Regions from separate parts of the Mus musculus genome. Here all the other regions are linked to region 2. A link is a contact called in public Hi-C data. All regions are on one chromosome and are shown on one strand. Each heading gives the region's core, a stretch centred on a gene start, on an enhancer-like site or on the middle of the called end of the contact. The rest is flanking DNA. Distances are from core to core; before and after follow the strand shown.

Evidence for each region. Hi-C and Micro-C count contacts between places; a contact is called where the count stands out from the background.
Region 1: a contact with region 2 is called in a Hi-C map of uterus, with 4 times the contacts expected there. The contact joins two enhancer-like sites. A contact is called at or near these places in 3 of 484 Hi-C or Micro-C datasets (extraembryonic endoderm stem cells, nephron progenitors and uterus) and 1 of 9 other capture datasets (embryonic stem cells).
Region 3: a contact with region 2 is called in a Hi-C map of uterus. The contact joins two enhancer-like sites. A contact is called at or near these places in 3 of 484 Hi-C or Micro-C datasets (cerebral cortex and uterus) and 1 of 115 datasets of contacts at active chromatin or transcription factors (embryonic basal ganglia).

Annotation. Positions count from the first base shown.
Region 1 is chr7:130,057,177-130,059,903 of GRCm38.p6, reverse strand. No RefSeq gene overlaps it. Among named protein-coding and RNA genes, the nearest start is that of Gm23847, 23 kb to the right of the region's middle. Within about 2 kb of position 1,468, at least 11 of the 459 cell types and tissues checked have an H3K27ac peak or open chromatin away from gene starts, as enhancers often do. A contact at or near this core is called in uterus, where this site is marked.
Region 2 is chr7:129,679,648-129,682,347 of GRCm38.p6, reverse strand. The region is part of intron 2 of Gm33248 (a long non-coding RNA gene); the gene reads right to left. Among named protein-coding and RNA genes, the nearest start is that of Gm33248, 14 kb to the right of the region's middle. Within about 2 kb of position 1,362, at least 34 of the 459 cell types and tissues checked have an H3K27ac peak or open chromatin away from gene starts, as enhancers often do. A contact at or near this core is called in uterus, where this site is marked.
Region 3 is chr7:130,128,125-130,130,824 of GRCm38.p6, reverse strand. No RefSeq gene overlaps it. Among named protein-coding and RNA genes, the nearest start is that of Gm39096, 35 kb to the right of the region's middle. Within about 2 kb of position 1,409, at least 27 of the 459 cell types and tissues checked have an H3K27ac peak or open chromatin away from gene starts, as enhancers often do. A contact at or near this core is called in uterus, where this site is marked.

The DNA of each region.
Region 1 (2,727 bases), core at 219-2,718, 380 kb before region 2:
CGTGTCCAAAGCGTGGGCAACTGACGACAATCAGTGCTTTGAGATCAAAGGAGCCATGCTTTATCTGTTGACGCCTGAGAACATGATCAGAGGGAACACGTACGTATCAGCAGCAGATGGAAAGGAGCTGTTTATTGAGATGTAGGGAATTATAGGAGGCTAAAATCCCATTTTTTTTTTTAAAAAAAAACAAACCTCATTTTATACCTGGCTTCCAAAAGCGGTTGTTTGACCTTTCCTGTGGCAGCCATGTTGGGTTTCTTATGAAAATCAGTGCTTTGATTTGTCTTGTGTGTGGCACATTTGTGTTTCCTCTGGTAGGAGCCAGTGGGGTAGCCATTTCCACATTCATTTTGCTGCTCATTTGGATTTCCAAAAGAACCGTAAAATTTAGGACATAAACAGACACCCTGGAGAGTATTTTTGTTCCAGCAGACACACTCGCAGGACACTACTACATGTGATCATATTTTTCTTTGGGGAATTTGGAAGGCATGGTAATAGTGGTTTGGTTCTCTACATGTCTCAGAGTTTCCCAGTAAACATGTGAGAGTCCCAGTAGTGCCCAAACAAGGTGGGCTAAGTTTCGTCTTTCTTTTAAATATGCAGGTTGGGCAATGGAAACTGTCAGAAAGTGAGACTCAAGCCCAGAGGCTGGGGTAGCGAGCGTCTGAGTCCAAGATTGGAAAGTTGTCCTTGATTGTCCCGTCTACAAATATTTACTAAGCTACTTCCCGGGGTGAGCAAAATAGCCGTGTTTCCAGATTTTGCAAGCTTCACTTCCTAGTTGAAAGGCTAAACTTCAAATAAATAACCTTACCAACGTTTCACTTCAGACTGTGGAAACTGCTCTAAACATGAAGCCTAAGATGCTCTGTGGGAACACAACCAAGGAATCATACTTAGACCGTCAGGTGGGGGATCTGTGTAGAGCCCCACTCCTTGCCTCTGGAAGTAATATTTAAACTGATCCCCAAAGACACAGGAAGGAGAAGTGAAGATATATGCATAGCCCGTGACCTAGAACTGAGCCTGACCTGCTGAAGGTCTTGACTTGAGCCAGAGCCAGAGGTGGGAAGAGAGCAGGTGGGCAGGGGAGAGTGGGGCTGAGCTGGAGATGAGAAGGTTGGCTGTGAGCACTGAGAGGTCTCTCGGAAAGGACAGGCATTTACAATCCCTCGTGAGAAATAAACTCCTTTCAGTTTTGGTGAAGGTTTTGATTCCATTTTGGAAAATCAAATACCCTTCAGGCAATTTAATAAAGAACCCAAACACGAGTTCGAAGCCTCCTGCTGATATAAATCACTTTGCACAGTACGTAGGCGGGGGCTCCTCTCTCACTGTTACATTAATCCTGCGTCTACCATTGATTGCGCTGGATTGGCTCCAGAAGAACTAGACACGTTGGAGTTGGTTTTCTGGGAAGATTTACAGCAGCCCTATTTCAGTTTGGTCTAGCTGTACTTCCGCACCACGTGAACACAGCTCAGTGAATAGCCCTTCAGTCACACGGATCCAAGGGCTCCCCCTCACTCGGACTCTGCAGCGAAATGCTTTTCTTGAGACTTGTAGGTAGAACCCTTCACTGAGTCCCTTACCAAAGGATCTAAATGAGAAACCAGGGATTATATCTGGGTCCATATGCTTTAATTCTACCATGTGGGCCAAATCTTGGCTAGATTACCTCAGGAGGAGAAGTCACCAGGGAAGGAAAAAAGAAAGCAGACACTCGACTTTGGTTCTGTGTGTTCTGTGCTCTGAGACAGAGTAAAAGAAATCTTTGCTCTTCCAAACTCCCCACCAGAATGACTTCTAGAGACACACAACACTAGTTATCGAGGATTCCTTCCTGTCTTGGCATAACGGCCAAGTTCTTCGTTCTCAAGGTAGCGTTCGGGAAACACCACATCTATGTTCAGCAGGAAAGGGCAGTCAGGGTTCAGAAGTTCTATGGGAAAGGAGGAGGGGTCAGCCTGCAAAGTCAGATGAAAGTTCTCAAGCAGATATGGGGGAGGAAGGCACCATGGAAGAGAAACTCAGAAGAGACGAGGCTTGGGAGGAGGGTCCCCTTTCTTCTATGGGGAGGATGGATTTTCTTTTACTGACAAAAAGGATTGACTACTGCAGATATAGTGACCAGGCTTGTGTGACTGAGAGTTCCCAGGTCTGTGGGCAGGCTTTGGGTGCTGGGGGAGGAGTAGCTTTCTAGCTATGCATTTGTTGGTTTTTTTCCCCCAATCTATTAACTTATGGCCGACGCTAAAAGACATAGATGGAAAAATTCAGAAAATTAGTTTCGAAAAGAGATTGTTCAATGATTACTCTGTTCTGAATTACGCCTTTTGTTAGCATAGCATTTACACACACTTTTAAAGGAGACAATAAGTTAAAAATATTCAAATGTGGGCTAGGTGGTTCAGCAGTTAAGAACACTAGCTGTTTGTCCAGAGGAACCAAGGTTGATTCCTAGCATTCCCATTTTAGGGAGATTTAGTGCCCTTTTCTGGCCTTCACAGGTATCGGACATGCGCATGGTGCACAGACACACATGTAGGCAAAACACCCGGACATAAAAAAAAATAAGTGAATGAATACAATAAAGGAACACCTAAATGTTTGTGATGCTTTAGGCTTTAGCATGGGCTTTCCCGTTTTCTAAGAATAGTCTTTGAAATGCTACAGAGCACTCAACATAGAGGGTTGCCACCATGATTTCTTTAGCCAGTC
Region 2 (2,700 bases), core at 113-2,612:
TTCTCTAATAACTTGGGGGAAGTTATTGATAAAGATAGATGAAAAAAATACCACATCTGGATATTCTGCATAGGAAGTGACTACAAACAGGAATACAGCATGCATTCTACAACAAAGAGAATGGGTAATCTCCAACTGCACAGAGTCACATGGGTAAATCACATAAGGTCACCTGGCAGGGGCAGGGACCGGCACCCCCAATTCTAGAAATTGGCAGTGCATTAATTAGGTAGAATCAACCCCAGAGTCAGGAGGGCATCCTATAGAGGGGGATCAGAGTAGGTAGGGACAAAGAATTCTGTTTTCTAAATTGAAAATGCCCTTTGGATCAGGTGTGGGCTTCGCAGGTTGCACAGTTTGCAATAAACTTAGTTTAATGTCCAGTTAACAGTAGCTATGGTGATAAGCTACAATAACACAACACACACACAGACAGACACACACACAAATAAAAATAAGCAGAAACTCAGCAAACGTTATCGTGCTGTTCAGTTCCACCCAGAAACTCTCTCTAGGACCTGAGTCTGTAGAAGACAACTAGGTGCACACGGGGCTTGGCGCCTGCTTGCCAAGTGTTCAGCTCCTCTTGGGCCAGTGGCCCGGAGAGAAAGTGGGTTTCTCCACGGTTGCTGCCTGTTCTCTTTGTCCCGACACTTGGGAAAACATGTCCCAGGTGCAAATGAGGAGACTGAGGCAGAGGTGGAGAGCTGGGATAGGAGGCAGGTAAACCGAAGGCTGTGGTGCAAAGGAACCAAAGAGCCAAGGTCTCCTTGCTAAGTCCGGTGACATGCTCTGTCACTGTAGCTGTGACACTGGCGAAGAACTGGCTTTAGGGTCTTTGTCTGCCAGGAGCTTCCCATCACACCACCAGGTGTGGACTGAGTTTTGGGCTGTCTGTCATTGCAGACCTCCTGTCCAGCCTAGAAAATGAATGGGTACTGTCACCACCACAGGGCAGAGGGAGCTGATGGGAAGGGCTAGGTAAGAGACTTGGAGTCACTTGAGTGAAACCCATCACCACCCATCCCCTGGGGCTCTCATACCAGCTTCAGCAGAAAGCCTCTTGTGCCAGGACCTGATTTAATCCCACCTGACCCCCCAGAGTATCCCCAGCACCAAAGGGCTGAACAAGGAGCCCACCGCTTCCTTTTAAACTCTTTAGTATTAAGCGTTAATGATTAAATAGGGTTCCTCCATTAACCCCACTCGGGCCTTTGTCTCCTGGCCAAGAAGGAGTCTCCTGCTTTGAAATGTCACATAAAAATGATAAATGCCCCCTTCCTCCCTCCCAGGGTCACCGGGTCCCAGTATTCTTTTAAAGTTTGAGAGGCCAACACAGGGTGCGCCTTGTTTAAACACAAAAGCACTAGGCCAATTGTGTAGTCAGGCTAGGGTTGTGCCCTGGAGAGAGACGCGCATGGCAGCCACAGGGACTCTGGACAGACAAGGGAGCCCCACAAGCACTGCAGTGTTGGGGCTCAGAGCACTTGAAGATCCAGTGGCATGGATCTTTCAGTGGAATGAGTGAAGCCAGGGGTTGCAAAGAAAAGATGAGGGCTCGCTCTGTCTGTGGGTTCTGGCGAGCTCTGCACAGTGTTGGTTGGTCCCAGCACCTCAGGATCAGGTCTTTCTTGGGCTCCTTAGGAATGCAGAGGCCCGCCACCTGGTGGCATGAGACTGTAATCCTAGTTGCTAGGAAAACTACTTCAGGAGAATTACAAGTTCAATGCCCAGGCAGCTTAGGGAGACCTGTCTCAAAATAAAAAGGACTGAGGGCAGGGAGTGACACTGAGTATGAATCTTGGTGCTGTACCAGCATGCTTGAGGTGTAGGTTTGGTCCGCAGTGAAGGAAGGAGGGGAAATGAGAGAGAGAATCAAGTGAAGAAAAATAGAAATAAGGAAAAAGAGAAAAAGAAAAATGGTGTGTGGGGGGAGAGGCAAGACCACACACACACATACAAACACACAGACATACACACACACATATACACACATACATACACACATACACATATACACACATGCATATACACACACATACAAACACACAGACATACACACACATACACATAAATACACACATACATACACACACATATACACACACATACATACACACACATACACATATACATACACACATACACATATACACACATACATACACATGCACATGCATACACACATACATACATACACACATACATTCATACACACACACATATATACACACACATACACATATACATACACACATACACATATACACACATACACACATATACATACATACATACACATATACATAAACATACATATATACACATGTACAACCACACACAGATACACACATACATATATACACACATGCACACACATATACATAAACATAAACATATATATATATATATATATATACATAGATAGATAGATAGATAGATACATGTACACCCACACACAGATACACACATACATATACACACATATATACACATAAACACATATGTACACATATACATACATATACACATACACACACACAGACACACAAACATACACAGAGAGAGCGAGAGAGAGAGACAGAGAGAGAGACACTAGTATATAACTGCTAATTTAATTCTAACGGTGTGCCATTTGCAGGTAAGAGGGTTAGGACCAAGATAGTAGTGACTTTACAAGGATTTTGGAAGCCTAGGCTG
Region 3 (2,700 bases), core at 160-2,659, 450 kb before region 2:
TATTTTTGCTTGTTTGTTTGAGAGAGGACTTCTCTGTGTAGCCCTGGCTGTCCTGGAATTTGATATGTTAGACCAGACTGGCCTCAAACTTAGAGATCTGCTTGCCTTTGCCTCCTGAGTGCTGGGATTAAAGGTGTGTACCACCATCACCCAGCTGACAAAAATTCTCTAAAAAGTCATTTTCAAATGTGTGTGTGTGTGTGCGTGTGTGTGTGTATTTGTAAGTGCAAGCATGAGCATGCCACAGCACACTCGTGTGATCAGGGCATAACCTCCATTGTCAATCCTTGCCTTCTACTTTGAGACAGCATTGCTCTGCATTGCCTGTGTGAGGCTAGCCTGCAGGCTTCCAGAGAACCTCTTGACTTTGGCTCCCATCGCTTCACAGATGGCCTGGGATTACAGATGCACACTACGGAGCTTGGCTTTTCTGTGGGTCTTGGGATCCAAACATGGGTCCTCAAATTTGCCTAGTAAGTAAGTGTTTGATCTGACGAGCCATCTCCTCAGCTCAACAACAACAAGGACTAACCACAAGTTCTTTTCTCTTATAGACAAGTCACCATCTTTGATATAAGAACACTGGCAGTTCAGGTTGAAAAAGTCACTCTCTTCATTTGTTCTCTGGCCATAGATTTGTGTGATTGCCGTGGGTATAGTGGAAGTCTGCCCATGAGGGTGGTGGCATGGAGGGAGGTAGAAGGCACCCAACTATGCTATGTAGAAAGAAAATTGCTTGCAGTAAAATCCCGAGACTTCGGCGCAGAGAACTCAGTGAATTTATATCGAGCAAACCAGATTAATACTCTTTTTTTTTTTTTTTGTCCCCCTTCCTCCTCTTCTGGTTCCTTTCAAATTATAAAAGAACTGGACAGAGGGAATCTTGTAACTGTAATTTGTTCCAGGTTTGAATAAAGCGTATTTGTGTCTTATGAAATCCTATGAGAAAAAAATGTAATTCAAATTGGCTTGGAGATGCAAGCTGTCAGATAGATTGAAGGCTGGATTATAAACCACGACTAATGAGAGCCTGCAACTCCACAGAGTCAGGGACGGCGTCCAAGAGAATCTCTGCAAGGTCCTACAGGGGAGGTAAACAGCCTATTAATTAAGGTAGCAGATGGTAGTAAATCGGGAGATGCTTCGGATTCCAAGGACAGAAAAAGAAATGAAAGCGGGGAAGTTGGATTGGGTGGTTAGAAAGCCCAGCACGAAGTCAATGACAGGAAAATAACAAGAGCTGCAGGTAGCCACCGAAGCAAGCGGCATTTGTGCTACCAAGGGGCTTAGAGAGGGGCTCGAAATGTCAGTGGGCTGGTGGAGAAGCTGCCGGCCAAGGGGGTTGGCGATGTCATGGTGTGGAGCCAGGACCCTGAGGAATGCCTGGGCTCGTGCGCGCAGGCTGAAGGCAGTAATTTCTGGGCAGGAGTCATCTTAAGGCCTCCTCAGGGGAATTTGCAGGCAAGAAAGCTGCCTGAGTATAAGGGACTAAATTGGATGCAAACTGAAGACCTAAATTAGCACCGGCGGAAAAGATGCAGGTGAGGTAAGCTGATGAGAGTGATTTAGTCGAAATGGTGAAGTGGGTGAAACTTGGGGATTTGGATTCCAGCCGCACCCCCACCCCCATCCCAAGCCTATGTACCCTTCCACCAGGCCCCCAGCTCAGCCACAGAACAGGGGATAATCATGTAGCCCTACTAAGCCCCAGTTTGTGGGAGATTCCTGTGCAATCACCCTCAGAGCACCTACACACCTTCCTTGTATCCCCATGTAGCAAACATAAGCATCATGGACATTCAGGAGGAGAAGGTGAGGCATTTTCGGCCACTTTGGATGAGAGAGAGCCATCTTTTGTCTTTTTTTTTTTTGAGATTATATTATGATGTAATCACATTATTTTTCCCTTCCCTTTCCTTCCTCCAAACCCTCCCATATACCCCTCCTTGCTCTCTTCCCAATCCACTGCCTCTTTCTTCATTAGTTGTATGTGTGTTATGTATATATACATATGCGTATATATTCCTAAGTATATATATTCCTCAGTCTGTACAAAGTTACCAGTACGTATGTACGTTTTCAGAGCTCACCATTTGGTATCAGATAAGCAGTTGGTATGCTCTTCCTTGGGGAAGATTCTTTCTCCCACTGTCAGCATTCCTTAGTTGCCCATAGTTCTTGGTGTAGGGTTGAGTCCTCATTGACTCCCCCCCTGTGTGCTGCATCGTGTCTGTTGCTGCTTTTGTGTCATTCAGCTGGTGTTTAGGCAGCCTCCCTGCTAAGACTTCTGGCTGTAGCTTCTGACATTACTAGGAAGTGGACTGGAAGAGCCAGAGGATCAGGGAGTTTGCTGTGAGAGTGTCTTCTAGTAACATTGGATCTTGTTTTTGGAACACAGAAGCTGGCCATGCTGTCAGTTAGAGAACAATCACATTTAACTCAGAGGATAGAAGCTAAAGCCATCATGTGATCTGAGAAAAACATATGGTGGAAATTACCCTTGAAAATCTCAGAAATTGCCCATAAAACACAGCTCTGAGCTGTCCTGTGAGAAGCTCTTTTCTGATGTCAAGTCCTCCAGCGCTGGGCTGATCAACGGTTTGCTTTCCAATGAGCTTGGGACCAAGAATAGCAGGTGATGTGTTTTTGTTTTGGGGTGATGCTAGATGAAAATGTCTAACTTTTAACACAAAAATGCTA